Regions from separate parts of the Mus musculus genome. Here regions 2, 3, 4, 5, 6 and 7 are each linked to region 1. The links are chromatin contacts, called in public HiChIP or PLAC-seq and promoter capture Hi-C maps. All regions are on one chromosome and are shown on one strand. The core of a region is the stretch at or near the end of the contact, and the rest is flanking DNA. Distances in the headings are between cores, read along the strand shown. Region 1 holds the start of Ufsp1 (UFM1-specific peptidase 1). Region 2 holds the start of Nsun5 (NOL1/NOP2/Sun domain family, member 5). Region 3 holds the start of Pom121 (nuclear pore membrane protein 121). Region 4 holds the start of Pdgfa (platelet derived growth factor, alpha). Region 5 holds the start of Tmem120a (transmembrane protein 120A). Region 6 holds the start of Styxl1 (serine/threonine/tyrosine interacting-like 1). Region 7 has its middle 16 kb from the start of Hspb1.

Evidence for each region. Promoter capture Hi-C pulls out the DNA fragments that hold promoters and counts their contacts. HiChIP or PLAC-seq counts read pairs in DNA pulled down with a chosen protein or histone mark.
Region 2: an H3K4me3 HiChIP or PLAC-seq map of embryonic forebrain shows a contact between it and region 1, with 4 times the contacts expected there. The contact joins the promoter of Nsun5 here to the promoter of Ufsp1 in region 1. A contact is called at or near these places in 4 of 39 promoter capture datasets (the 3T3-L1 cell line, embryonic stem cells and liver), 2 of 115 datasets of contacts at active chromatin or transcription factors (astrocytes and embryonic forebrain) and 1 of 9 other capture datasets (liver).
Region 3: a promoter capture Hi-C map of liver shows a contact between it and region 1, with 8 times the contacts expected there. The contact joins the promoter of Pom121 here to the promoter of Ufsp1 in region 1. A contact is called at or near these places in 4 of 39 promoter capture datasets (embryonic stem cells, liver and pre-B cells) and 1 of 115 datasets of contacts at active chromatin or transcription factors (microglia).
Region 4: a FOXA1 HiChIP or PLAC-seq map of pancreatic cancer cells shows a contact between it and region 1. The contact joins the promoter of Pdgfa here to the promoter of Ufsp1 in region 1. A contact is called at or near these places in 1 of 39 promoter capture datasets (liver) and 1 of 115 datasets of contacts at active chromatin or transcription factors (pancreatic cancer cells).
Region 5: a contact with region 1 is called in a promoter capture Hi-C map of pre-B cells, with 2.8 times the contacts expected there. The contact joins the promoter of Tmem120a here to the promoter of Ufsp1 in region 1. A contact is called at or near these places in 2 of 39 promoter capture datasets (liver and pre-B cells).
Region 6: a contact with region 1 is called in a promoter capture Hi-C map of pre-B cells, with 2.8 times the contacts expected there. The contact joins the promoter of Styxl1 here to the promoter of Ufsp1 in region 1. A contact is called at or near these places in 2 of 39 promoter capture datasets (liver and pre-B cells), 1 of 115 datasets of contacts at active chromatin or transcription factors (pancreatic cancer cells) and 1 of 9 other capture datasets (liver).
Region 7: a promoter capture Hi-C map of hippocampal neurons shows a contact between it and region 1, with 2.5 times the contacts expected there. The contact joins the enhancer-like site here to the promoter of Ufsp1 in region 1. A contact is called at or near these places in 5 of 39 promoter capture datasets (hippocampal neurons, liver, neutrophils and 1 more) and 2 of 115 datasets of contacts at active chromatin or transcription factors (embryonic stem cells and pancreatic cancer cells).

Annotation. Positions count from the first base shown.
Region 1 is chr5:137,293,064-137,296,746 of GRCm38.p6, reverse strand. It overlaps Ufsp1 (UFM1-specific peptidase 1), which reads right to left and starts at 2,078. Exons shown (of 1, transcript NM_027356.2): 1 at 1,083-2,078. The coding sequence starts at 1,957. The coding sequence ends at 1,304. It overlaps Ache (acetylcholinesterase), which reads right to left. Exons shown (of 5, transcript NM_009599.4): 4 at 3,410-3,579; 5 at 2,281-2,630. The coding sequence ends at 2,509. It overlaps Srrt (serrate RNA effector molecule homolog (Arabidopsis)), which reads left to right. Exons shown (of 20, transcript NM_031405.2): 17 at 124-280; 18 at 428-529; 19 at 634-760; 20 at 841-1,043. The coding sequence ends at 916. Mir8116 (microRNA 8116) reads right to left here and starts at 2,967; the gene lies at 2,871-2,967. It also overlaps Mir7036.
Region 2 is chr5:135,368,230-135,371,912 of GRCm38.p6, reverse strand. Nsun5 (NOL1/NOP2/Sun domain family, member 5) reads right to left here and starts at 1,960. Exons shown (of 10, transcript NM_145414.2): 1 at 1,837-1,960; 2 at 1,600-1,722; 3 at 498-672; 4 at 307-415. The coding sequence starts at 1,929.
Region 3 is chr5:135,392,828-135,396,510 of GRCm38.p6, reverse strand. Pom121 (nuclear pore membrane protein 121) reads left to right here and starts at 1,965. Exons shown (of 13, transcript NM_148932.2): 1 at 1,965-2,574. The coding sequence starts at 2,006.
Region 4 is chr5:138,993,263-138,996,945 of GRCm38.p6, reverse strand. It overlaps Pdgfa (platelet derived growth factor, alpha), which reads left to right and starts at 2,002. Exons shown (of 6, transcript NM_008808.4): 1 at 2,002-2,237; 2 at 3,562-3,658. The coding sequence starts at 2,175.
Region 5 is chr5:135,742,344-135,746,026 of GRCm38.p6, reverse strand. It overlaps Tmem120a (transmembrane protein 120A), which reads left to right and starts at 1,855. Exons shown (of 12, transcript NM_172541.2): 1 at 1,855-1,979; 2 at 3,628-3,683. The coding sequence starts at 1,899.
Region 6 is chr5:135,776,365-135,780,047 of GRCm38.p6, reverse strand. Styxl1 (serine/threonine/tyrosine interacting-like 1) reads left to right here and starts at 1,663. Exons shown (of 9, transcript NM_029659.4): 1 at 1,663-1,797. It overlaps Mdh2 (malate dehydrogenase 2, NAD (mitochondrial)), which reads right to left and starts at 1,399. Exons shown (of 9, transcript NM_008617.2): 1 at 1,247-1,399. The coding sequence starts at 1,312. It overlaps Gm30205 (a long non-coding RNA gene), which reads right to left. Exons shown (of 5, transcript XR_003955810.1): 5 at 2,064-2,126.
Region 7 is chr5:135,902,381-135,906,063 of GRCm38.p6, reverse strand. No RefSeq gene overlaps it. Among named protein-coding and RNA genes, the nearest start is that of Hspb1, 16 kb to the right of the region's middle. Within about 2 kb of position 1,988, at least 250 of the 459 cell types and tissues checked have an H3K27ac peak or open chromatin away from gene starts, as enhancers often do. A contact at or near this core is called in embryonic stem cells, hippocampal neurons, liver and 1 more, where this site is marked.

The sequences.
Region 1 (3,683 bases), core at 829-3,328:
TAGATTGGGAGGAGGGCTTGGGTAGCAAAACCCCTAAAAGCCTGGAGGAAGCTGTTACCTTCCAGCGGGGTTCGGTGGGGAAGAGACTGCAGCATGCTGTCCGTCCTCATCCGCTCCTCCCAGGGCCCGGAGTTTGTGCGCAAGCATATCTTCAATAAGCATGCCGAGAAGATCGAGGAGGTGAAGAAGGAGGTGGCGTTCTTCAATAACTTTCTCACAGACGCCAAGCGCCCAGCTTTGCCTGAGATCAAGCCAGCTCAGCCACCTGGCCCTGCCCAGAGTAAGATACGATCTGTGGTGGCTGCCATACCTTTGACTTCTTTCTTCTACTTTGAGAAGTGTGCTCCACTAACCTTCAGGCCCTATTCCTAGAATTCTTGTCAGTCCCTTTCCTCCCCCGCAGTAATTCATGTTCCTGTCCGTGTTGTACTCCCCCCAGGCCTGACCCCAGGACTTCCCTACCCACATCAGACGCCACAGGGCTTGATGCCATATGGTCAGCCCCGGCCTCCCATCTTGGGCTATGGAGGTGAGTGTGGAAAGGCAGTGCAGGGGTTTGGTGTCTGTAGGCGGCTACAAAGCTTAGGCTGAGGTTGAGGTCAGTTTTTAGTTCACCCTGGGTCTTTGTCATAGCTGGTGCTGTCCGCCCTGCAGTCCCAACAGGAGGGCCTCCATACCCCCATGCTCCATATGGTGCCGGCCGTGGGAACTATGATGCTTTTCGAGGCCAAGGCGGTTATCCTGGGAAACCTCGGAACAGGTGAGCACGAACGATGCCCAGGCTGCCTTTCCCCGTCTCTGACTATAGGGACATCTGTTCACATTTCCTTTATCTCACAGGATGGTTCGAGGAGACCCAAGGGCCATAGTGGAGTATCGGGACCTGGATGCCCCGGATGATGTTGACTTCTTTTGAGCCATCCATGTCCCCTCCTGCATTGCTACATCAGTACCCGTGACCACTTTATCCCATCAGCTGAAAAGTTTTTTGTACGTTATTTTACCCGCTAGTAAAAACACTTTGGTAGTGTGTGTTAACTGTGTGCTGTATGTCCCTTCCCAAACACAGGCTGGGCCATAGTAAGCTGAATTACGCCAATTTATTATTTTTCAGAACAGTATCTCTAATTCCAGCTTGGCCTTGCTGTGTAGACCAAGTTGGCTTTGAACTCAGATTCACCTGCCCGTATCATTGTGCCAGGCCCAAACTTGATCGCGGTGGGGGCCTGTGCGAAGTAAATAGGTGGCTGTGTTTAGTCTCAGTTCTGGGATCTACCCAACGGTGCAGGTAGGGCGTGGTGATTCAGAGATTTCTGGTGAAGCACAAGTTGTAGAAGGAATTGGAATCAAAGACGCTTTTTACCTTTTGCCAGCCCACCCATCCAGCAGCTTGTAGTTCACAACGGTTTTTTGGAGTGCCCCAGTAGTGTGGGTCCAGTATCAAGACATAGACTTCTGAACCTGGCCCCTCACAGATCCCCAGCAGGGCCTTGGACTGGGCATCTGCATCTCCTCCTACCATTACTGGGCCCCCACCCGTTGTAAAGTGTGAATAAAGCCGCTCCTCTTCTCCCCTAAGCCCTACTCCGCGGGGCAAGTGGCATAGGCGCCCTTGAGGTCCTCCGAAGTGTTCTAGGCAGAGACTGGCCTCTACACAGCCGATCCAGTTACGGGAGCCCCGGAATCCGGGGGGCTTGTCGCCCATGGCCTCTAGGGCTCCCTGCAAGGCTGGCAGTCCAGGCACGCCCGAGGACTGGCCCCCTGGCCAGGAGCACAGCGTCTGCAGGGTGCGGTAGCCGCATCCCCAGCCACGGTCATCCAGTCCATCGCAACCATAGTGATAGTAAAGGTAGTGGCCTGAGAGGAGGGCCAGTCGGGCGGGATCATGGCAGGGCACAGGCAGGCCCAGGTGCACGTCCTTCAGCAGCTCCAGGGTGCTCGGTAGAGCAGCTGTCATCGAGGCAGGGCCAATTCCGGGTTCCTGGTGTTTTCTGGGACTAGCTACGGGCAGTGTGGGCACGTAGAACCGGAGAACTCTCAGCAAGCAGGCTAGCGGCAGGAGAGATGATTCCACAGGCAGACGAATTAAGGAGCCTTCTAAAAGGCGCCGGCAAACCAGCCTGGCTGCGCAGTCGCAGGCTCCGCCCCTAGGGGCGGGCCCAGCGCTTGCTTCCGCCGGATGCTGCGGGCAGGGTGCCTCAGTGCTCACCAATCCCGAGGCTTCTGTTCCCAGCGTCTCTGACCTCATCCCCGCCCCAACTTCCCGCGTGTTGCACAGACTCTGGTGGCTGTAACAGTTTATTGGCGGCCCAGAGGGGCGAAGGCACCGCGGGGAGGGGAGCTTAGCCCAAGACATGCAGAAGATGGGGAGCCCCTAGTGGGAGGAAGTCGGGGAGGAGTGGACAGGGCCTGGGGGCTCGGTCGTATTATATCCCAGCCCTTAAATAAATAGTGTATATACAGCTAGGGGCTCGGGCAGGGCGGCAGGACCTGGGGTCCCCCAAGGGGTCACAGGTCTGAGCAGCGCTCCTGCTTGCTATAGTGGTCGAACTGGTTCTTCCAGTGCACCATGTAGGAGCTCCAGCGGTGGAACTCGGCCTTCCACTGGCGCTCCGCCTCGTCCAGAGTATCTGCGGCCAGGGCACCCCGCAAGAGTGGGAGAAACGGAACAGGTCGGGTAGTGGAGACCGGTCGTGAGTGCGCCGGCACACACGCATTGTCGGAGGCCGAGCGGGGTGGTGGAAAGAGAACAGTGGATGATCCGGAGAATGAAGGGAGAGGTGGAACAGGAAGGAGAGGAAGAGATAAAAATCACCGGAAGACGGAGGGGAGGGACAGGATCAGAGTGGGAGAAGGGTTCATGGGTTAGTGGGGAAAAGAGAGAAGATACAGAAATAGTTGGCGATTATAAGGCCCTTTGGCTGACGCCAACTAGCCCCGGATCCTTCTCCCCTCAACACCAGGCTCAAGCTCCAAAGGATAATTTTTTACATTAAAAAAAAAAAAATCCTGTTTTTTGAATTTTTGTTTAACAAAGATCCCTGAGTCTGTCCATTTTGTCTCGGCTTGAGAATGGAGTGGGGTTCTGTATCCCTGAGAGGGGCCCCTTCTCAGCTACACACTAGAGTAAGTGTGCTTTGAGACCAGAAGGGGAAAGGATTGCAGTTAGAGCCACGGAAGCCCGGAGTGGAGGAGGAAAAGGAAGAAGAGGAGGGACAGGGCTAAGTCCGGCCCGGGCCTCGGGGCCGCCTCCCCATGGGCGGGGCTTGGGCAGGTGCAAGGAGCCTCCGTGGCTGGGGAGGTGGAGAAGAGAGGGATTACACCCTGTGTTTTGCACCCCATCTCTCTCCCCTCCTTCCAACCCTTGCCGCCTTGTGCATTCCCTGCTCCCCCCACTCCATGCGCCTACCGGTGGCGCTGAGCAATTTGGGGAGAAAGCGATTCCAGAAGGCGCAGGTCTGGGCGCGCAGTCCCCGCCGCACCTCTAAGGGCTTCAGGTTCAGGCTCACATATTGCTGCGCGGCAGTGGTGTACGGTGGCCACTGTGGAGATTTGGAGTCTCGAGGGTCATTGGGGTCCCTGAGGAAGGAAAGGGAAATCTCAGCCTGCCCAGAGGAATAAGGAATGAAGACGTGGATCCTTTTCCTGACTCTGGACCCTCTTCAACTCTTAACACCCAACTC
Region 2 (3,683 bases), core at 711-3,210, 1.9 Mb after region 1:
CAGCAGTTAGGAAGACACACTGCTCTCGCAGAGGACCTACGTGCAGTTCCTAGCACCGTGTCCAGCAGTCCAATGTCCTCCTCAGGCACATGCCCTCACCCATGCACAGACATGTGCACCACTTAAAAGCAACATCTTTCTTAAAAACAAAGAAAATTCTGTTGGGAAAGTAGGAAAAACATCCAGAGAAAGCAGTGATTATCCCACATACACACACCTAGTCTCCCCTCTAACAGACTCCTACTTCCTTGAGAACCTGGACACAGAGGAAAATGAAGGCACCCGGGCACGATGTTCAGCTCTTACCTGGAAGCCCGACCCTGGTAGGAGAAACCTTGTCTCTTGAAATAATCGATTGCATCCTCAGGGCGGGTCTTGAGCGTGTTCACACGCACGAACCGTGGTACCTGGTAGGCTAGAAGTCACAGTGGTCAAGTGGGGAGGGAGGTGAGCCTTCTGAGGGTCACTCCCCTCCCGCCCCTCAGCCTCCAAGTCACCTTGGCCAGGTCTGGAGCTCTCTTGCAACAGGTCCTCATTTCGGCTCACACCCCGATGAACCTTGAGTCGGGCCAGCTCAGCCTTGAGCCTTGCCTGGTGCCGGCCCAGCAGAGCCTTCCATCGGCCTCCACCCCCTCGAAACCCCTTCCCCAGCAATAATTCATACACTAGCACCTGGACAGGAAAAAACACAAAACTATTAACACCATAAAACCCTCCAGTGGGAGAAGTAGGTACCTGTCCAGATGGTCATGTCAATAGAGTTCTCTTGCCCAAGATCACAAAAGAAATTAATGGCATGATGTTAGGGCAAATGTCCATAATGCCAGCAACATCAGATGCATAAGCAAGAAAACTACAAGCTAACTGGGTAATGGTGCCTTTAATCCCAGCACTCAAGAGGCAGAGACAAGCGGTTCTCTGTAAGTTCGAGGTCAGCCTGATCTACAGAGTGAGTTCCAGAACAGCCTGGGTGACACAGAGAAAGCCTGTCTCTAAAGACCGAAGAGGACGAAAGGGGGAGAAGGAAGAGGAGGCAACGGAGGCGGTGGCTCAGCAGTAGGGTAGGAAGCTTGCTTAGTATCCACCAGAGAAGAAATAGGGATTGCAGCTCAGCAATAAGCACCTGCCTAGAATCCCCCAGTGAGGGGCTGGGGGTACTGCTCAAAAATAGAGCATCTGTCTAGTGATGCTGTCCAATGAGGTGTTGTGGGTGTGACTCAGTGGGAGAACTCTTCTATGGCTTGTTGGAGACTCTGGGTTCAATCTCCCAGCATTACAAAAAGACAGGCATCCAGGCAGGCGGGTAAAGAGACGAGAGCAAATGCCATCTGCAAACCCCGTGTCCTGCCCCATGCCTGAAGCTCCCCCTCCCCACCCTACCCCACCCCCCAGGTCGCCAGCAGAGCTCTGGACCCCGACCGACCTTGCCATCATCACCCTGTCCGGTAGGTAGCCTCAGCCACTACTAGTTTGCACCTTCGTCCTACTTAGCCCTTCCTGCAATGCTCCAAGGGGAGTCACATCTGACCCAGCTCAACTGGGACCCCAGAAAGAAGTGTGAGAGCCACGCACGGGTAACAGCCTCTGGCCGCCGCTCACCTTGGCAAGGTGCGGTCTCAGCTTCTTCTCGGCGCGAAGGAGCCCAGCACTGGCGATGACAGCGTCCAGCACGGCCGAGTAGCGCTGCGTCTCGCACACCAGAGCGTACAACTGCTTCAGGTTCTGTGCGACACAGGGGACACCCGCTGCACCCCACGCGGGCCTCGCCTCGCCTCGCCCTCCCGCCCGGACAAGCCCCGCTCCCCAGCCCGGCTTGCCAGCCCCCGGCCTCACTACCTGGAAGTTGCTGGAATACACCAACCCCTTGAGGGAGCCCTGGCGGCTTTCCACGCCGGCCAGCACCGCCGCGGCGGCCGCGTACAGCCCCATGCTCTCCCCGCCTCAAGCGCTCTACGACACTGTCGCAAAACTCGGGCTGGCTTTACGGCCGCCGCAACAATTTGTACAACCGGATTTCCGGAGTCAAAGGGTTCGCTGCTTTCCGTTTTCAGCGTCCAAAAATTAATCTTAGGCTCTAAATCCGAGCGGGCTGGCTCACGCCTTTAATCCTAGCGCGCGGGAAACAGAGGCAGAAGGATCTTTGCGAGTTTAAGGTCAGCTAGGTCTAAGTAGTTACAGGACAGCCAGAGCTACATAATGAGGTCCTGTATGTAGAATGAAAAAAGTCTACTTTCTTTTTAGAATTCAGTGTAGCTATTTTGTAGTTTGTTGTTGTGGATTGGTTTTTTTTTTGTTTGTTTGTTTGTTTTTGTTGTTTTTTTGAGACAGGGTTTCTCTGTGTATCCCCTGGCTGTCTCTGTAGAGACCAGGCTGGCCTCGAACTCAGAAATCCGCCTGCCTCTGCCTCCCAAGTGCTTTTATTAAAGGCGTGCACAACCACGCCAGGCTATTTTGTAGTTTTTAATTTTTTTTTTAAGACTTTGGAACTCAGAAGGCTACGCAGACTCTCCTAGCAGTCCTGTGTCAGCCTCTCCCTGTGACCGGATGAAAGGTTCAGTAATAAAGCACGTGCCTTGATGCCTCCACTGAGAGGTTGGGATGTGGCTCAGTGGTAGAGCCCCTGCCTAGAATCCCCCAGGGAGGGGCTGGGGCGTGGCTCAGTGGTAGAGTCCCTGCCTAGAATCCCCCAGGGAGGGGCTGGGGGCGTGGCTCAGTGGTAGAGCACCTGCCTAGAATCCACTGGTGTGCTTGGAGTTGTTGAACACCCATCTAGTAAATGTGGCTCTCTGGGACCCTAGCGCTGGAAAAAGTAGATTGTTTAAAAAAAAAAAAAAAGTGGGTGTTTAATAGGGCCGACAGACATTGTCCCTCGGAGTAGAGCACTTGCCTAGCATGTGCAAAGCCCTGGGATCAATTCTCAACATTGATGAGGAGGACCAATGATGGGACTCAATCTATATAGAGGGCTTGCCTAACAGGCAGAAAGCCTTTGGTTCCAATCCTTCCACTGTATAAACCGGGCATGATGGTACGCTCCTGATGGCTCACTGGTTAAGAGCACTGTCTGCTTTTCCAAAGGTCCTGAGTTCAATTCCCAGGAACCACATGGTGGTTCACAACCATCTATAAGGGGATCTGATGCCCTCTTCTCACATCTTTTAAGAAAAGAAGGAAGGAAAGGAAGAAAGATTGATTTGAGGTCATCTTTGGCTAGCCAATTCACACCAGCCTGGACTACATGAGACAATCAAAATAATGGTAGTTGGGCCTAAGAAAGGTGGCTCAGACCTTAAGAGCACATACTGTTCCCAGACATGTTAGGCAATCAAAACCTTTTGTAATGCCACCTCCAAGGGATTCCATAGTTTCTGACTGTTGGCTTACAGACAATTCTGCTAGGCTCTGCTCAATAGCAACTTAGCAACAGCTTGCGTCATCGGCTGCCACTTATGCGGCTTGCCAGGTACAGCAGCAGTGTTGAAGAGGACTGCTAGTCACTACCCAAGTCTCCTCTCCTTTCACTCTCGCTGTCCCCACGTGTTCCTGGCCCGCCTGTCTCTTCTTCTTTCTGCCCCACCCCCTTCCCTCCCTCTACCCTTTTCCAAGTCCCCACTCTCTTTCCTTTCCCAACAAACTTTATACTAGGCCTATCGCGTGATTCCTCAAGGGGACGCCTTGGCAGC
Region 3 (3,683 bases), core at 716-3,215, 1.9 Mb after region 1:
TATTTACTTATGTGAGCACATTGTTGCTGTCTCCAGACACACCAGAAGAGGTCATCAGATCCCATTGCATATGGTTGTGAGCTACTACCATGTGGATGCTGGGAACTGAACTCAGGACCTCTAGAAAAGCAGTCAGTGCTCTTAACCTCTGAGCCATCTCTCTAGCCCTAACTACGATTTTCAAAGGACAAGTACAAGCGTCGGGTAGCCTGGTCGTGTGTCCTTTAGGCAGTGCTTCAGTGAGACCATAAGGCCAGTGGTTCTCAACTTGTGGGTACTGACCCCTCCACCCCAAGACCATCGAGAAAACATCATCTACACTACAAATCATAACGGTAGCAAAATTACACTTAGGAGGTAGCTTTATAGTTTGGGGGTTGGGGGATGTCACCACAACATAAAGAACTGAATAAAACGGTTAAAGCATTAGGAAGGTTGAGAACCACTGCATAAAACCAAGGTGGACAGATAAGGCTGTGTGTGTTTGTGCTTTAATGGATAAGCCTGGGACTGCCCTCTAGTGGCCGATACACAACAAACCCCTACTGGATTACACCTCAGAAACTAAGAATGGCACTGAGCAGGACCACCCTGTTTCTTAACTATCACCAGTGCCCACTGTACTCACTGTCATTTACCAGTTCAGCTAGTTTTATTAACAATATGCATCGTCTCTAAACTCTAATCCCTGCCTCTCCCCGCTTCTCCCTCATCCATCTAGCCTTCCCTCCCCAAGTCTAGTCTTATCTTACTCTTGATTGTGGAGGAATAGCTCTCAGTCTATCATCCTCAAAAAAAGAAGAAACAAACAAAAGGAGGAACGGAGGGAAGGATGGAAAGGGGGGAAATATGGACTGGGAAGATGGTTCCATTGGTACAGGGCTTGCTGAGCAAGCTTGCTTGAGCACAGTAGGAGCCCCTGTAATCCCAAGCACTGAGGTAGGCACAAAAAGATTTTGGGTCTTTTTGGCCAGCCAGCCTAGCCAGGTTGGTGAGCTCTGGGTTTAGTGAGAGACCCTGTGTCAAAGAATAATGTGCAGTGTAATTGAGAAAGACTTGCTGGGCGGTGGTGGTGCACGCCTTTAATCCCAGCACTTGGGAGGCAGAGGCAGGTGGATTTCTGAGTTCCAGGCCAGCCTGGTCTACAGAGTGAGTTCCAGGACAGCCAGGTCTATACAGAGAAACCCTGTCTCGAGAAACAACAACAAAGAAAAGAAAAAAAGGAGATTGAAAGACACTTGCCGTTGACCCTCAACCTCCACGCAAGTGTAAGATGTGATGGTGTGAATGTAATCCCAGCATACATTCAAGCAAAACACACATTTTAAAAAATTATTTTGAGACAGGGTCTCACTGTGTTGCTCCAGCAGGCCTGGAACTGACCTCGCTGCGATAAACAGTGAGCCTCCACACAGGGCCTGATTGGCCTTTTCCAATACAGGGTCTGACTGATCGGGTTTTATTTTGTTTTAGACGGGGAGGGTCTCACTAAGTAGCCCAGGTTGACTTAGAACTCGGGATCCTCCTGCCTTCACCTCCCAAATGCCGGGATTACAGGCGCGTGCCACCCATCTCCGTTCTGTGCCTTGATTTCTAACATCACTCCTCTGCAGTCCAGGAGCGTCAGGGAAACCTCCAGCGTCAAAAACCGGGCTGTACTTTTCTTCTTTTCTTTCTTTCTTTTTTTTTTTTTTTAAGTTTTGCTGTTTTGAGACAGGCTTTATGTCTCCATGTCGCGCTGGAACTGTCTTTGTGAACCAGGCTGGACTCAAACTCACGGAACTCCTCTTGCCTCCGCCTCCCGCGTTCTGAGAGGCAAGGCGTGCACCGATCCGCCTACCTAAGCTGTAATTTTTCAAACTAGGGCTCTCGCGCCGTGCTCCGCACGCGGCGGCGGTTTCCCCTTTCCACCCGGCGCGCCGCGTCGACGACAGTGACGTCGGCGGCGGCGCGCGGCGCGGTGTACCCTGGGATATTTAAGTCCGCTCCGCGGCGCGGAGCCGCGATGTCTCCGGCGGCTGCGGCGGCTGACGGAGGCGAGCGGCGGCGGCCCCCGTTGGGCGGACGGGAAGGCCGGAGCCGGGCCCGCGGCTACGGAGGACCGGCGGGTGCTGCGGCCCTCGGCCTAGCGCTGCTCGGCCTCGCGCTCTACCTGGTGCCCGCGGCGGCCGCGCTGGCCTGGCTGGCCGTGGGGGCGAGCGCGGCCTGGTGGGGCCTGAGCCGAGAACCCCGCGGCCCGAGGGCCCTGTCGTCCTTCGTGCGCGACGCGCGCCGTCACCCGCGGCCAGCTCTCACCGCTTCACCGCCTCCGGCCAAGTCACCAGTCAACGGTAGCCTCTGCGAACCCCGCAGCCCGCTGGGAGGCCCCGACCCGGCTGAGCTCTTACTCATGGGCAGCTACCTGGGCAAGCCCGGCCCGCCCGAGCCTGCCCTCCGGCAGGACCCAAGGGAGAGGCCGGGGCGCCGCCCACCCGCACGCTCCCCGCCTCCGGCCTCGGCGGTCCAGCGAGTCCACCACGTCTACCCCGCGCTCCCCACCCCGCTTTTGCGACCCTCCCGGAGGCCGCCCCACCGGTAAGCCCCGGCGATCTTCCCAGGGTGGGGTCTCTGCGGCCGCGGATTTGACGTAGGGCTCAACCTGTAAATCGGATTTAACTCACCTCCCCTTTTTCTTTTCTTTGCCTTTTCCCTTTCTTTTTATCTCTACGCCCTTCCCTCCCTTTTCCCATTACTCTCTTTTCTCTTTATTTTTTTTCTTTTTCTTTTTTTTTTTTTTTAAGAGAGGGTATTTGATGGCATAGGCTGTCTAATCTCAACCCCGTTCTTTGGCTGAGCCTGTCCTTGAACTCATCCTCCTGCCTCGTCTTCTGAGCGAGTTCACTGATAGGATTACAGGTTTGCACCAGGTTGTATGCTGTGCTGGGATAGAACCCACAGCTTCAGTCATAGCAGGCAAGCTTGCCCTCTACCTATTCCCCAGCCTTTGGGTTTTTGTTCCCCCCCCCCCCCCCCCCGGAGACAGGATCTCATGTATCTGAGCTGTCCCTTGAACTCATGAGGGTGACTTTGGATTGCTGACCCTCCTGCCTTCACCTACTAAATGCTGGGATTACCGGTGTGCTCCACTACACTCAACCCGGATTCTGGATAAAAGCATTTTTTTCTTTTTAAATTGCATATTCACAGGGAGATGAGAGGATAGCTTGCTGGAGTCCTTTTTCTCTTTCCACGTGAATTTGAGGTTGATCTTGGGTCTCCAGCTTGGCAGCAAGCTCCTTCACAAGACGTTTCACTGGCCTTGATAAGTCTGCTTAGTTGAGGTGGTGAATACCTGTTAATGTTTGGTTTTTGCTGTGTATTGGTGGTTAGTTGGGGGAAAGGAAAAAAAAAAAAACTATTCCTACACATCCCAACTGCATGTGCTTTTCTTCTGAAGTACCCATGTGGGCAAGGTTTCCAGTTTCCCTCTTAATTTGATGAAGTCTGTGGTAGAGACAGCCATTAAGCAACTGATATTTTCTGCCTTTGGATGAAATGGGAGAAATGTGCCAAAAAATGCTACGTTCTCTGCTGCTTAGAGAAATTTAAAGTCTGAGCTGTTAGTGTCATAGAGTGCTTTGTCCAGCATGCACACACCCCTAGTTTCTGCTACCAGCACTGTCTAACAGAAAAATAAGAGGTTG
Region 4 (3,683 bases), core at 753-3,252, 1.7 Mb before region 1:
CCCCCCACGCCCACCAGGTATTTGGAGCTAGGTGAGCCGCCCGTGTTGGGCCCTTCCAGCTCAGCCTTTGAAATGCAGGAACCCGGGAAGCTGGGGATGAAAGGCTCCTGCCCGGCTGCGCCTTTGTCTGGGGACAAAGAAGATTGGTGGGGGATTGGACCCGGGCTGGGTGCACGGGTTAATTCACATGAAAGGGAGTGAACTGGACAGGCTGTATCCAGTTGCATCCCTACCCTTGGAGCCCTCCATAGTCTCCAGAGCCCTAGGAGGCTAACTTTGGGATTTGAAAGGTCCACAATCCTCTAACCCGAGTTAAGGAGCTGACAGGACTGGCCTTGCCGTCGGGTCACATCCCACCAGGAATCCATCTCTCTCAATGGGAGAACCGTCCAGCCCTGATCAGACTTCTGTCCGCATGTGCCTTCCCCGCCACCCGTCTGTACTGTGCCTTGGCCGGAGGTGGCGCTCTGCGCTGCCTTGGATCCCAAGGTAGAACCCAGGAGTTCCTCACCAGCCGCTTCTTTTCTATCTTTCCTTCTATCCCTCCAGCTCCCCATTCAGGGTTCGGCTAGGCCTTCGGCCAGGGGCTAAGGATCTGGAGGGTGCAGGGTGTCAAGGTGGCGATGAGGCAGGAGGCAGCCTCCTCCCCGACCCTAGCCTCGCTTCCACCTCCACACAAGAGTGCAAGTTCCTCAATCAGGTGTCCCAGGCTTTGGCTCTGGGGCGCGGGCGCGTGGCAGCCGTCAGGTGAGTGCCCTAGACGCGCCCCTAAACCCGCCCCGCCTCTCCGCAAAGACTCACTCCCCCTCCTTTTATGGAGAGGGGAAGGCTGGAGCACTGGATCCTTACAGTGGGAAGCGGCCCGAGCGCCGGGCGGGGGCCAAGCCGACTCTCATGCCCTTTTTGGCGCAGCAGCTCTGGGCGCTGCCCTTTACTGCCGCTGGGGCCCGAGAGAGAGGCGAGCCAGAGACGGCCGTGCTTCTGCAGCGGCCTCCTCCCCTCCCCGCCCGGTGCCGCAGGATTGCAGCTGGCACTGAAGGGTGGGCAAGCTCGAGGGAGGGGCGCTCCGGGAGCCCGGGCGCCTGTGGGCTCCGAGCCGCGGGCGCCGAGCTTGGATGGATGTAGCTGCCTGCGTGAGCGCGTGTGTGGCCACTGCAGTGGCGGTGGCGGCCGGGCCCGATCTGGCCCGCGAGACCCCTGAGCGCTTCCGAGGTGCGGGTCCCGGGCCCGGAATCCGGGGGAGGCGGGGGGCGGGGGAGGGGGAGGGGCGCGGTGGCGGCGCTATAACCCCCTCCCTGTCGCCGGCCGGCTCCACACGCGCGTCCTGCGGAGCCCGCTCAACTCCTGGAGCCCGGCCTGCCTGCGCCTTCTTCTCCACCTCCTCCTCTGGTCTTCCCGCGGCTGCTGCTGCGGCGGCAGCGGCGCCAGCTCGGCCCTCCGCCCGCCCTCCGGCCCGCGCGGGCGGCGTAGCGAGGCCCCGGGCGGGTAGGCTGCTGCCAGGCGGCGCGGCCGCGGGAGCTGCCCGGCCCCGGCGGGCGGAGGGCGGAGCGCCGCGCCGTAGCCGAGGGCGCGCCGCGGAGGGGCGCACGCAGGCCGCCGGGCCGCGCCGTGCTGGGCCGCGCCGTGCCCGGCCCGGGGCGGCAGCGGCGAGAGGAAGGCCCGGGGACAGGCTCTCCGGACTGCCCGGAGCCCTCAGGGAGAGGCGAGGCGGTAGCTGGTACCGGGCCGAGAGTCCAGACAGGTGATCGGTGGTGCGGCGGGAGCTGCAGCCACGCTCCGCGGTCCCCTCCCGGGGCTGACGGCAGCAAATATGCGGATTTACCGGCCGGGTCGCTCCTAAAGCCAGCGACGGGGAGCGAGCGCGGCGGCGGCCAGCACGGGGAACGCACCAAGGAAGAAGCCCAGCCCCCGCCCTCCGCCCCTTCCGTCCCCACCCCCTACCCGGCGGCCCAGGAGGCTCCCGGAGCGACTCTGTTCCTCCTCCTCCTCCTCGCTGGCTTTGCACTCGCTGCTCGCGCCGAGCGCGCTCCGCAGGCTCCCTGCTCTCCGCGCCACCCTCCTCCGGGCCGCGCTCCCTGAGGGATGGTACTGAATTTCGCCGCCACAGGAGCCCGGCTGGAGCGCCCGCCCCGCGGCCTCGCCTCCCTGCCGAGCTTCCAGCGCCTCGGGACGCGATGAGGACCTGGGCTTGCCTGCTGCTCCTCGGCTGCGGATACCTCGCCCATGCCCTGGCCGAGGTGGGTGCCACCCCCGCGCCTCTGTCCCCTCTCGGCTCCCTCGGCGCACGCCCCTCTCGGCTACCTGTTTCAAGCTCTGCAAAGAGCATTTTGGTTTTGTCAGGGTGGTGTAATTTTTTTTTTAATCCCAACTGGGTTCTATTTTCTGCCATGCCCAAGTGTGTCTGGTGAGTTTCCAGCGCGTTGCGTCGCTCCGCCTTGGAGGGGGACGGGGGAGCCGCGAGGTGAACCCGTGGGTAGAAACTTCGGGGGGCTGTGGGTGCCTTTCCAGAAGGGGCAGCCCAAACGCAGCGGACAATGCAGTAACGGGGTGCGGGAAGCGGGAAAGGGGGTGTGTGTAAACTGACCGTGCTCTGGGAGGGGACTAGGGCGGGCAGTAAGCAGGTAGAGGAGGGTGCGGCCGTAGCCTGGGACTGGGAAGGGTGGGCAGCGCCCAGCCGCAGTCCCCAGTTCTCGGTCCCCAAACCCAGTCCGACGCAGGGCTGGAGCAGTCTCCGCCCGCCCAGGCCTGCTTACAGGTGGCTGAACGAGGCAGCTGGGGCCGGGCCAGGCGCCCGCGCCCTCCCACCGCCACCCTCCCCCCCACCCCCATTCCCCGGGAGCTTTGCCGTGATGAATGACTTTCCACAGCCCCTGTCGTGGGAACTTCGTGGTTGAGTCCTCCAGCGACCCTGACTCCCTTTTAAAAACCGGGACGGAGAGTGGGGGAGGCTGAACGGTGGGGGTGGTCTGGGCAGGGACCGGAGAGGCGCGAGGTGGATATTTAACCCCTTGCGTTCCCTGCAGCCTCTCTAAGCCCCGATGGATTTGGGCGTCCTAGTCGGCGCTAGGGCCGTGACTGGGCCTGAGCCGGGTGGGGCGACCCGGCGCGCGTGCTTGTAGGGGGTGGGGTGGGGGGAGAGGGAAGACCCTCTCCCCTGCGGGCTCAGCTCAGGATTCCCGGAGTGAAATTGAACCCTTCGGCTAGATTAAAGTGTTGAGGCTGCTGTGACTCCAGTCGTGGATGCGTGACGCATTTCGACCCTCTCTGTTTCTACATGTGGATTTAGCTATTAAACCAGAAACTCTTCGGGCCCCTGGCTGCCCCCAGACACCCTGGGGAGGCCAGAGCGCGGGTGATTTTTGTCTGAACATGTCAAGGCATTGTTGGGGTATTTTTATCAAGGTCAGACAGATAGGAACAGTGTGGAGGATTTAGGGGGTCCCATCTAGCCCCAGCCGATCCTCTGGCTCTAGGGCCTAACGAGGGTCCGGCCGGGCTGTGTGGCCCCTGGGGCTGGGCTGGAACCCTTGGGCGCGTCCTGACGGTGTGGTCTGCTTGCAGGAAGCCGAGATACCCCGGGAGTTGATCGAGCGGCTGGCTCGAAGTCAGATCCACAGCATCCGGGACCTCCAGCGACTCTTGGAGATAGACTCCGTAGGTAAATCGCGCCCCTGCCCTGCCCT
Region 5 (3,683 bases), core at 606-3,105, 1.6 Mb after region 1:
CTCCCACCCAGCCTTAGGGATGCTCCAAACTTCAGAGGCCCTAAAACGGGGGTCTTTGCCACATTCCCAGAGCCAGAGCTCTGCCCACCCACCGCCTCTGAGTCCCTGTGTACAGACTCTGTCCCCAGCTCACTGTGAAGGAGATGCTCTGGCACTCCCACCACACACTCCCAGGTTTAGTTTTTCTTTTCTTTTCCTTTTCTCTTGAGACAGAGTCTTGTAGCTGAGGATGACCTTGAACTTCTGAATCTCCTGTCTCTTTCTTCCAATTGCTAGGAATACAGGCCTGTACAACCACACCAAGCTTGTGGTACTAGGAAGCAAACCCAAGCCTTCCTGCAAGTAGGCATTCGCCAACTAAGCCACATCCCCAAACCCCCCAAATTCCACAAAATCTTCCATGTTTTTGTTACACCATATTTAAAATTATGCACTGTGCCTTGCTTGCATGCACTTCTTTTTTTGCCTGCATATATGTCTATGCACCACATATGTGGGCCTGGTACCAGTGAAGGCCAGAGATGGGTATTGGATCGCCAGGGACTGGAGTGACAGATGGTTGTGAACTACTATGTAGACCTAGGCATTGAAGCCAGGTCCTCTGTAAGAGCAGCCAGTGCTCGTAAGCCGAGCTTCTCTCCAGCTTTATTCTAGATGTCTAGGCGTGCCATGGTACCTGTGTGGACGTCAGAGAACACGTTGCTGAAACCGATTCTCTATTTTCACAACGTGGGTCCTGGGATCAAACTGAAGTCACCAGACTTGGCCACAGGCACTCTTACCTGCTGCGCCCCCTCATGGGCCACAAGTCCCAAAAGCTCTTCCTCAGACTCAGAACAAGTCCGGGTGGAGGCGCTTACAAGGGGACTGATGAAGAATGTAGGGTGTGATGTGGGTGGTAGGTAGAGTGAGTGCGTGTCCTTGGCGAGGGTGACCAGGAACTTCTGATTCTTCCGTCTGCACCTTCCAAATGTTTGCATCACTGGCATGCGCCTCTGCATCTGATCCCCCCCGGCCCACCCCCCACCCCACCCCCATCCCCCCGCCAGGGTTTCTATGTGTAGCCTTGGCTGTCCTGGAACTCACTCTGTAGACCAGGCTGGCCTCGAACTCAGAGATCCACCTGCCTATGCCTTCCAAGTACTGGGATTAAAGGCGTGCGCTGCCTTTAACTACTGCCCCGCACTGCATCTGATGTTTTGTGTGGTGCTTGGGTGAATTGCCCTCTGAGCTTCCAGCATGCTGGGCAAGTTCTGTACCGAGTCTGTAACTTGAACCGCACTGGTAAGGCTTCGGAAGTGACACGGTAGGAAGTTTAGGAGAGGCAGCCTAAAAGTTAAGGACGGAGGAGAGCTTGGAGGACTCAGGGCCAGGAAAGGAGTATCTGTAAAAGCTGAGAGACGAAGGCTGTCCCTAGAGAGGCGCAGCTTCTCAAGGACAAAAGTGTATGAAGAGTATGAGGTGGCTCACGCTTCTAATCTCTGCACGCGGCGAGTCAGAGGCAGGGGTATTTCTTGGTTCCAGACCAGGCTGAGCTACATAGTGAGACACTATCTAAAAATTTCAAAGTGTTAGAAGCACGTGTCTCCTTGGTTTGTGAGTGGTCCGAGGAAGCAGACTTCTCGGGTAAAAATGCTGGCCGCCCAGCTCTGGTCTCAATTCGAGGAGACGCCCTGCGGGCCCATGTCCCCGCCCAGCTCTCGTCCCTGGCTCTGATTGGCTGCTCCTAGGGGCGGGGCTCACGCGCAGATTACGCCGGGCCTTTTCCCGTTGGCAGTCACGGCGGCGCGAGCCCGGAAGCGGACGGGGGCGGTGGCGGAGGCTTCTCCGGCCGGCCGGGGTTGCAGCTCCGTCCTCCCCACTCGCGGCTCTCCGCGGCCAGTGGCGTGGACAAAGACATGCAGTCCCCGCCCCCGGACCCGCTGGGCGACTGCCTGCGCAACTGGGAGGATCTGCAGCAGGACTTCCAAGGTATCCAGGTGAGCGTCCCTGCGGCCATCCAAGCCCCGAGCCACGTCTCTGTCTCGGGGACAAGGGTCAGGCAGTACTAGGTCACACATAAGGCAGCTCGGAGGGGTCAGGGGTCGAGACTCTCCCCTACTTTTCTTCTTAAATGTCTGATGGGAGCCCGGATTGCCCGCGCGTCCCCGGCGTGCCTGGGCGGGATCCCTCTGTGCCGGGATATCTCGACTTTGTGCAAAGGCCTTGAAAACTGATCAGGACTCTTCTGTTGCCCCTCCCCCTGCACTGCTACCCGATCTGGGACCCAGTCCCCTTCCTAAAGAGCAGTCACCCGAGGCAGAACCCAACGGGGCCCAGCCTTTTGGGTCAATTACCCTGCAAACTTGCAGCCGGACAACGCCTTCCCCGCCCTTGGCTAACTCTGCTGAACGCCGCAGGGAAGCAAGTTTAGGTAAAATTCGGGCCTGGTTGGGGAAATCTCAGCCATCTGAGACGGAGGGACAGCGCCCACCTAGGGACAAGAAGAGGCCCAGTACATGTGGCTCTTTCTTGTAGGGAGAGGTGGGCGGGGCAGACTGTACCAGGACCTCCTGGATTGGTAGAGCGACCACTGGAAAACCTCCCATCCCAGGATGGTGTTGTTTGTGGCCACTCTGTCTCCATACCAGAGAGAAGGAAACCAATGCTTCCTGGAAGGCTGTCACTGGGCAGAGGTGGCACATGCTAGAGTTTGAGGAGGATGCGGCAGCTTATTTTGGCATGAGAAACAGACCTAAATAGTGGAGCCTGGCCAATAGGAGACTAGGTTAGACCTTTGCCTCTATTGGACTGTTGCCTAGCCTCATGTGTCCAGGTTTCCCCAGAACGCTGGCACTAGAACTCTCCCTAGAGACCTACACAGCTCCATGTCTCCCAGTTTTGCCATCACCACGATGACCTCAGCCCCTGCCTTGATTTCCCCACACTGCCCCTTGCCCTTCGTTTAGGCTGCAACTTGCAAGGCTCACCCACCAGGGCAAAGTACTTGGGGAAGCTTTGGACCAAAGGTGCTTGCAGGAGGGGAGTGGATGGGAGGGACTGGCCTTAGGGCGGGAAGCCTGACGACCTTTAACCTGAGATGAAACGTCAGGAATGCCAGGGTAGAAGGCAGCATGGCTATCCCTGATTTCCATTCTTTCAGGCTGGGTAGGTAGGAGGATCTGAGAAAGGAAGGGGTGAGTTTAGGCAGCCCCTTTGAGAGCAGCAGTTCTCAGCCTGTGGGTCACCACCCCTTCAGGGAGATTGGATTACCTTTTCACAGGGATCACCTAAATAGCAGAATTACAGATAGGAAATAGCAATGAAAACAATTTTGTGGTTGGGTGGGTCAGCACAGCATGAGGACTGTATTAAAGGGTTGCAGTGTTAGGAAGGTCGAGAACCACTGGGCTAGAGTCCACTTAGAATTCAGACGCCCACCCGAGCTGGGGACAACTGACCTGTTGTTGAGGACATGTACCACGGAGGGTCTGAGATTACAGGAAGAAGCCTAGCTCCTGGCTTGCTTCAGGAGTGGAGCAGTCTCTGGGAGGTCCCTGGGCAAGCACAGAAAGTTCGACCTCTGAGAGAGCCAGTTCCCTGCCGGGGCAGCTCCCCAGTGAAGCCACCGCCTTCTCCTCATGCTAGGAAACACATCGCCTGTATCGCCTCAAGCTAGAGGAGCTGACCAAACTCCAGGCCAA
Region 6 (3,683 bases), core at 414-2,913, 1.5 Mb after region 1:
GGAAGACCTGACCTAGATGGTAAGAAATGTAGACTTCCCTGGAATGATCAGTTCTCCTCCGGAGCATGGTAATTGTTTCTCAAGCCTTGGTTGTATCAATTTTGCTAGAGATTTGTAAAAAATACTGACCCTGCCCTCTTGACACGATCCTGGGTCTCCTTTACTGATTCCGACATGCACTAGTTAAAGAGGCCCTGGCCCAGGAGAAGATTGACTATAAATAGCTTAGCTGTAACTGTCCTAGGCCAAGTCTACCCAAAGCAAGGATGATCCTCCAAGAATAATTCAAAAGAGATCCAGTGGAGGAGATGGTTCAGTGGGTAAGTGCATAAGGACCTGAGTTCAAAGCCCGGTTCCCCTGCCTGGCAGGTTCATCAAAGGCCTTCTCACTCTCATAAATAAATAAATAAATAAATAAATAAAGTCTACAACAGGGGTTCTTAAGCTTCCTAATGCTGCAACCCTTTAATACAGTTCCTCATGTTGAGGTGAACCCTTCAACCATAAAATTACTTTTAAAAATAAAATTGCTACTTCGTAACTGAAATTCTGTTACGGTTATGAGTCGTAATGTAAACATTTGCTACGGGACCCCTGTGAAAGGGTCATTCGATCCCAAGGTTGAGAACCGCTCGCTGGTCTAGTGTGTGATGGCCAAGACACCGATGTCCTTCTCTGGCCTCTGTACAATCATGTGCACATGACACCACACACACTCTGAAAAACGATGCTTGATGCACATCTTTAATGCCGGTACTGAGGCAGAGACTGGACTCCGTGAGTTCGAGGCCAGCCTGGTCCACATAAACGGACATAAAGCAAGCAATCCCTGGGCGGGAAGGCCACTGACTGTGCTAATTTCAATCGAATCTCCCAAACTACTGTGACCCTGATCCGTTCTCCACCCTCGGAGCCCCCGGCACTACGAAGTTAACGTCCGCGTTATTTCTCTCCTGGTGCCTCACATCCATGGAGGCTTCAAGGAGAAAATCAGTTAAGTCGAAGCAATGCAAAGTTGCATATAATGCAACTCGCATCCGGACCGCGAGCCTCGGCTTCTGCACCTACGTGGAGCGCAGACTATGGAGGAAACCTGGACTGACTCTGTCCCCCTTCCATGTTGGTCGGGATGTGAGCCGGGCGGCCCAGACGTCCAGAGTGAGCCTTGGATGGTTAAGAAACGCCGAGCTCCGGGGACGCGTGTGCCGCCCCCGGAGTTCCTTCCTAGGCAGGCAGCCCCTTGTACCTGGGCCGAAGTGCTGAAGCTGCGGCGGAGAGCGGCGCCGGCAGGACGGGCGAGAGCGGACAGCATGGCTAGGGCGGGCGGGACACGGAGCTACTGGCAGGAGCTACAAGAAGACGAGTGACTCCAACGACCTCCACTCTGCGCAGTGGCCGCCCGGTCCAGAGCCACCTGATCTCGCGAGAGAAGCGCAAGAAGCTTGAGCCAAATCTCGCGAGACAGGCTCGGCCGTGTGGTTCCTTGTCTAGCACGCCCTAGACCCGGCGAGCGAGGCCTGACGTCACGATTCTCTCCGGCTCCAAAGAAGTCATCTCTGGGCTCCGGCCACTTCCGAGATCTCGCGAGAGAGGCCCGGCTTCACTTTATCAGGCCGTTCCTTCCCCCGCCTCCTACCCCGCCCCTTGCCCCGCCCCTCCCCACCGTTAGCTTTGCCCACTTCCGGGACCTAGCGCTAGGACAGACGGTCACCAGGATTAGGCGGAATCTTGGGACCGCCCCTAGCAACCCGGTACTAGAAGGACTCTTGGAGCGCTCGCCCGGAGGACAGGCTCTAGGTTAGAAGTACCCGTTATCCCAGGTGGGGCTCCGGTCGGACGTCCTGCCGGGGAGCCTGACAGAAGTCGCGCAGCAGGTCAGGCGGCCCCGGAGCTCCTGACCTCAGCCAGGCCCAACTTTCCTGCCCCCTGGAAGAGGCCGGCTGGGGTCCCGGGGCGTCCCGGGGCGGGGTGGGCAGCATCTCCCCACCTGTTTCCTCCAGAGCCGCCCTTCCGACAAGTTACACAGAGCCTTGTTGAGGTTCCAGGCTTCTCACACAACCCGCTCGGAGGAGCGAGTACTCGCGTTGTCATGGCACCAGGCGATGTGCAGGACCGCGATCCTAGGTCTGGGACGGAGGAAGAAACGTTTGGTGACCGTGCCTCAGGCTTTGGGCTTGTCTCTACCCCTCAAACTCTCCAGCAGTGCAGGGAGCACGGTTCTGCAACTCTTCTTCTTGCTTTTCCTGCTCCCCCCTTCTTTTCCTTCCTTTCTTACTAAAATCCGCACAACACACGATTAAAAAAATAATAACTATTCTAAAGTTCAGGATCAGAGCTGGAGGGATGACTCTGGTTAAGAGCACTTGCTGCTCTTGCAGAGCTTCGATCCTGAGACGCTAGCAGGTGGCCCACAACCCCCTGAAACTCTAGCTTCAGGCATAGCCATTGCCGCAGGCATTCGTGTGCAGGTACCCACGGAGACACAGAAATAAACATTTAAAATGATAAAAATGTAAAAGTAAGGACCCATACACATACAGACGTGCACATATATGCACCTACATACATTCGAACGCATGCTACACACATAAAAAATATTCCGGAGGCTGCAGCAGAAGGATTGATGTGAGTTTGAGGCCAACATGAAACTCTGTTAAAAAAAAAACCAAAAAACAAAATAACAACCATGCAAACAAAAAGTTGGGGAGGGGGTTAGAGAAGGAACTGGAAGGGAGGGAACTGGTTGGATTTGTTCAAAAACACTTGGCATGAATGTGAAGTTCTCCAGCAATAAAGTATAAGTTCAGTGTCCTAGCTGTCCTTGAGCAGGCCTGTATTCCCAGGGACCTGGAGGCTGAAGCAGGATGGTAGCAAGTTCAGTGACTCAGTCTGGTTGGGGACAGTGACAGAGAAAGCAAGGCTGCTGGTGGTAACAAACGAGAACCAAAGAGCATAGCCACACACGAGAGCTGGCGATGGCTGGCCGACTCTCTTCCCTGGCCTCTACCTCTTTGCTGGATGGATAAAGTGTACTACCAGCCCCGTCTGGAATCGGATATGCCTCCCCCGGTTCTTGCCTGGCCTTTGGGGAGCAGAATCTAGTGGGCATCTGAGCAACATTTGGAGAAGTGATATGCGAACCTGGGGAAATGGGCTTGGAACGGAGGTCATGTTAAAAGAACCTTCCAGAGGATGAGCCACTTAAACAGACCTGCCAGAAGACTGGGTGGGTCTTAGTGGGAGCCCTGGAGGAGGGAAGTGCCTCTTGTCTGAGCTGGTAATGGTTCAGTGGGCAGAGAAGCGGGCTGCCAAGCCTGAGTGCAATCTCCAGGGCCCATGCTGCTGATTCTTCAATAGTGCCAAGTATGGAGAGGCAAGGGAAAGGAGGAGACAGGAAGACGTAGCCTTGTGTTCCAGGAGATGCTTTCTATTGGGGTGGGGATATATGGATAAGCACTGCCCTTGATCTTATCTCTGAAGAATATGCTCTGGTAATTGTTTAACTTTCTGACGTCATCTAGGGGTCAGGGAGTATGTATTTATTAATCATTAATTAATTAATTTTGGTTTTCTGAGACGAGGTTTCTCTGTGTAGCCCTGGCTCTCCTGGAACTCTGTAGATTGGACTGATGAACTCAGAGATCCCCCTGCCTCTATCTCCCAAGTGCTGGGATTAAAGGATG
Region 7 (3,683 bases), core at 739-3,238, 1.4 Mb after region 1:
AGGGGGTGTGTCACTCTACTGCTGAGCTTCTTGCCCCCTCCTCAGCCAATCACTAGAGAATGTTTGACGGGTGCTGTGTGGTATGTATGAGTAGCCCTTGCTTGCTGGGGGATCCCCCTCCCCCAAGCTGTGCCTTGGTTGTTAGTGCTTTAGTTAGTGTGGGAACTTTGGATTCCACAGGAGCAATAGTGCTTTCCAAAAGTACTTTCCCCATATCAGTTAGAAGGGGTTTTGCCAGCCAGCCAGGCAGTGGTGGCAAAGATTGCCTTTAATCCCAGCACTCTTAAATTTGAGGCCAGCCTGGGTCTACAGGATGAGTTCCAGAACAGCCAGGGCTACACACAGAAACCCTGCCTCAAAAAGGGTGGGTGTGGGAGAGAGAGAGAGAGAGAGAGAGAGAGAGAGAGAGAGAGAGAGTGTGTGTGTGTGTGTGTGTGTGTGTAAGGAGTGTTCCCTAGAGTTGAAGATTCTTCTTGCAAAAGAACTGCTGGGAATACTGCTGTCCCTCCACAGTGCTGACTTCTCAGTCTGCGTGAAGTAAGGGAGGGGGGCAGAAGGGTGGAAACCTGGCCCCTCGGTCAGGAAACGAGAGTTGGGCAACTATCGGCTGGGTAAGCCCAGCCTGTTCTGAGTCAGTCTTTGAATTTTAATCATTCTAACTGTTGTCCAGAGCCCCACCATGATATACCCTATTGTGGGGGCAGAAGCTAGAGGTGCCATATCATTGGTATATGTGGTGCATTGACTTAAAAAACAAAACAAAAAACGCAAGGTTTTATTTCTAGTCTGGAAGTCAGAATGCCTTTCCCTTCCAAGTGCTGGGAATAAGGGCATTGGACAGAGACTAAGCCGTGGTCACGGACTGGATCCCCCTCTTAGACGTTTCAAGACAAAATGAAGCTGGGTAAGGATAACAGGCCCTGGGAGGGAGCTCAATCAAATTGGTAAAGTGTTTGCTTATCATACATGAAATCGAGCCAGGTGTGGTGGTGCACACCTTTAGTTTCAACATTTGGGAAGCAGAAGCAGGTAGATCTGTGAGTTCAAGGCCAGCCTGGTCTACAGAGCGAGTTCCAGGACAGGGCTACACAGAGAAACCCTGTCACAAAACAAACAAACAAAAAAAAACAACAAAAACAACCCACAAACTCCATGCACATCAAGACCACCAGGGTGCATGTGGGGGCACACCTGCTGAAGTGGGGTACACCTGATATTCCTAGCACTCTCAGAGGCTGGAGGCTGAGTTCTAGATTGAGAGCTGGAGCCGAGGCTAGGTTGGGAAGAGTGTGCCGTGCTTTTACCAGGACCCAGCACCCTGGCAAGCCAGGCGACCTGTGCTCCAAAGGACCGTCAACAACTGATGCTTGCTGCCTTCCAGCCTACCTGAGGAAATTCACATCCCAGGTTCAGGAAAAGAGCCTGGCTCCGGAAGAGGCAGTAAGCAGTAGAGGATACCCCAACACCCTCTTCAGGCCTCTGCATATGCCTGTGTACACAACACACCCACACAAAATCTTTTTTAAAGTTGCAAGGTAATGTTCAAGACTAGCTTGGATTGCATGAAACCAGTCTCAGAAAGAAAGGAAAGCAAAGTTAAAAGCGGGGGAGGATGCTGAGAAGATGAGGTGCAAAACGAAGACACATTTCTGGGGTTCAAGGCCTACTTCCATACATTTCAGACTAGCTTGGGCTGCATATGACCGGGTCTCAAAGTTTTGTCAGGCCCTGTGAGTATAGAACTCCAAAGACGGCTAGGAGCAATGTTGTGAGTTTGAAGCCAGAGTCATACAGTTAGACCTTGTCTAAAAGAAACAAAAAAGGAAAGAAAGAAAAAAGGCCAAGGAAGGTAGAGCGTTAATACAAGATCCTGGAGTTGGGGTAACTGGGATTGGGATTCAGGAATCTTCCCTTCTGGGATCTATTTTCCCCAAACCCTCAATGACTCCAGCACCGACGTCCTCTGCCTCCCCCTGGTGGGTACTGCCGGTTCTGCAGCTGTCCCCGTTAGTGCGGGTATTTGCTTCCAGCCTTGAGCCCAGACCCTGATGACAGTAGCGACCTCGAGGCCAGCCCATCTGAGATCTCCATTCCCGAGTTTCTGCATGTTCCCCTTCCCAAACACCTGGGCTTGAAACGAAGGATTGTGCTGCCTGCGTGTGCCCATAAGAGCCAGGCATCTAAGAGTGACCACTCTCCTACCTCTGGCCATTGCGGACTGCCCAGGTACCCGGCTGTAAGCTAGGCAGGGCTGCGGCTCAGCCCCGCCCCACCCAGCACGGAGATTGCCTTCTAGCCCGAGCGTGGCAAGAGCCAATCACAAGCCAGCATCTCGCCTCCGTGCCAATGGCCGGCCTGTTGCTGGGTCTCGCATCCCTCCTTTGGAATTCGCCTGCCGAGCCCGCCGCAGTGCTAATGCGGAGCTTATCATGGCTTCCGGGTCCTCTTCACTCCGCTTTGTCTCCTCCTTTGTAGTCCTTACCGAATAATCTGCTTTGGCCTTTTAGGGCGTAAAAACCTCCTTTAGAGGGTGGTGCATCAAGCTCCAGGTGGTCCTCGCCCTCAGGGTTGCTATAGAAACAGTGACCCACTCTCTGACCTCTAAGCTTGCTGCAGTCCCTAATCTCCATATTATCTTCCCGAACCGATCCCAAGAAATCTATCTACATTTCTCCTGTGTCCTTAACTGGGGAACCGGGGCTCAGCATCTTTGTGCTCCAGTCCACATACTCTGGGAGAGCCCAAAGGTGAATGACCAATATGCCAAGTTTCATCCCCTCACACGCTGGCCCTTTGGTAGTGGGCTATGATAGGCTATGATAGTCCGGGGGACCTAGAAGCCAGTTTCTTCTCTCTGTAGTATTCAAGGCCCCAGCCAGCTCTGGTCAGATATTTACGATTTCAAATTAATGGTGGCCAATTAGGAATCAGCTTGCAACAAGGTCAGAAGAAGAAAAGAGTGTCGGCTCCTCCCTTGTCATTTTCTAACCATGAATTAGGGAGATGAGGCTAGGTGTGGAGGTGCACGCCATTTATCCCAGCACTCAGAAGGCAGTGGCAGTCTTATGACAGTGAGTTCGAGGACAGCATGGTCTGCATACCAAATTCCAGGACAGCCAGATAGACAGCTACATAGTAGTAGTAGGAGGATTGGAGGAATTGTGTGTGTTTACATGTGTGAGTGAGTTCTCTCCTTCCACCATGTGGACCTCAGATATTAAATTCAGGTCTCTCAACAGACTTGGCACGGGCTCCTTTCTCCACGATGCCATCTCATTGGCTCAAAGATCAGTTTTCTGTCATTCAGCCATGCCTCATCTTGTATGAGGGAAGAAAAATCAGGGTTTGAATTCACATTTCACTGTGTCCTAAGTATGCAGGGCATACCATTTAGCCTACCTACCTCACAAAGAGTGTCGGTGGAGGGCTACACAGAGAAATCTCAAAAAATCAAACCAACCAAACACACACACACACACACACACACACACACACACAGAGAGAGAGAGAGAGAGAGAGAGAGAGAGAGAGAGAGAGAGAGAGAGCAAACTATAACTCATGGCTCAGGTTTGTAATTCCCGGATACAGGGGTGAGATTGGTATATGGAGGTGCTGAGACAGGAGGATGGCAAGTTTAAGTCAATGAACTCCTGTCTCAAAATAAATTGGGTAGGGAAAGGGGA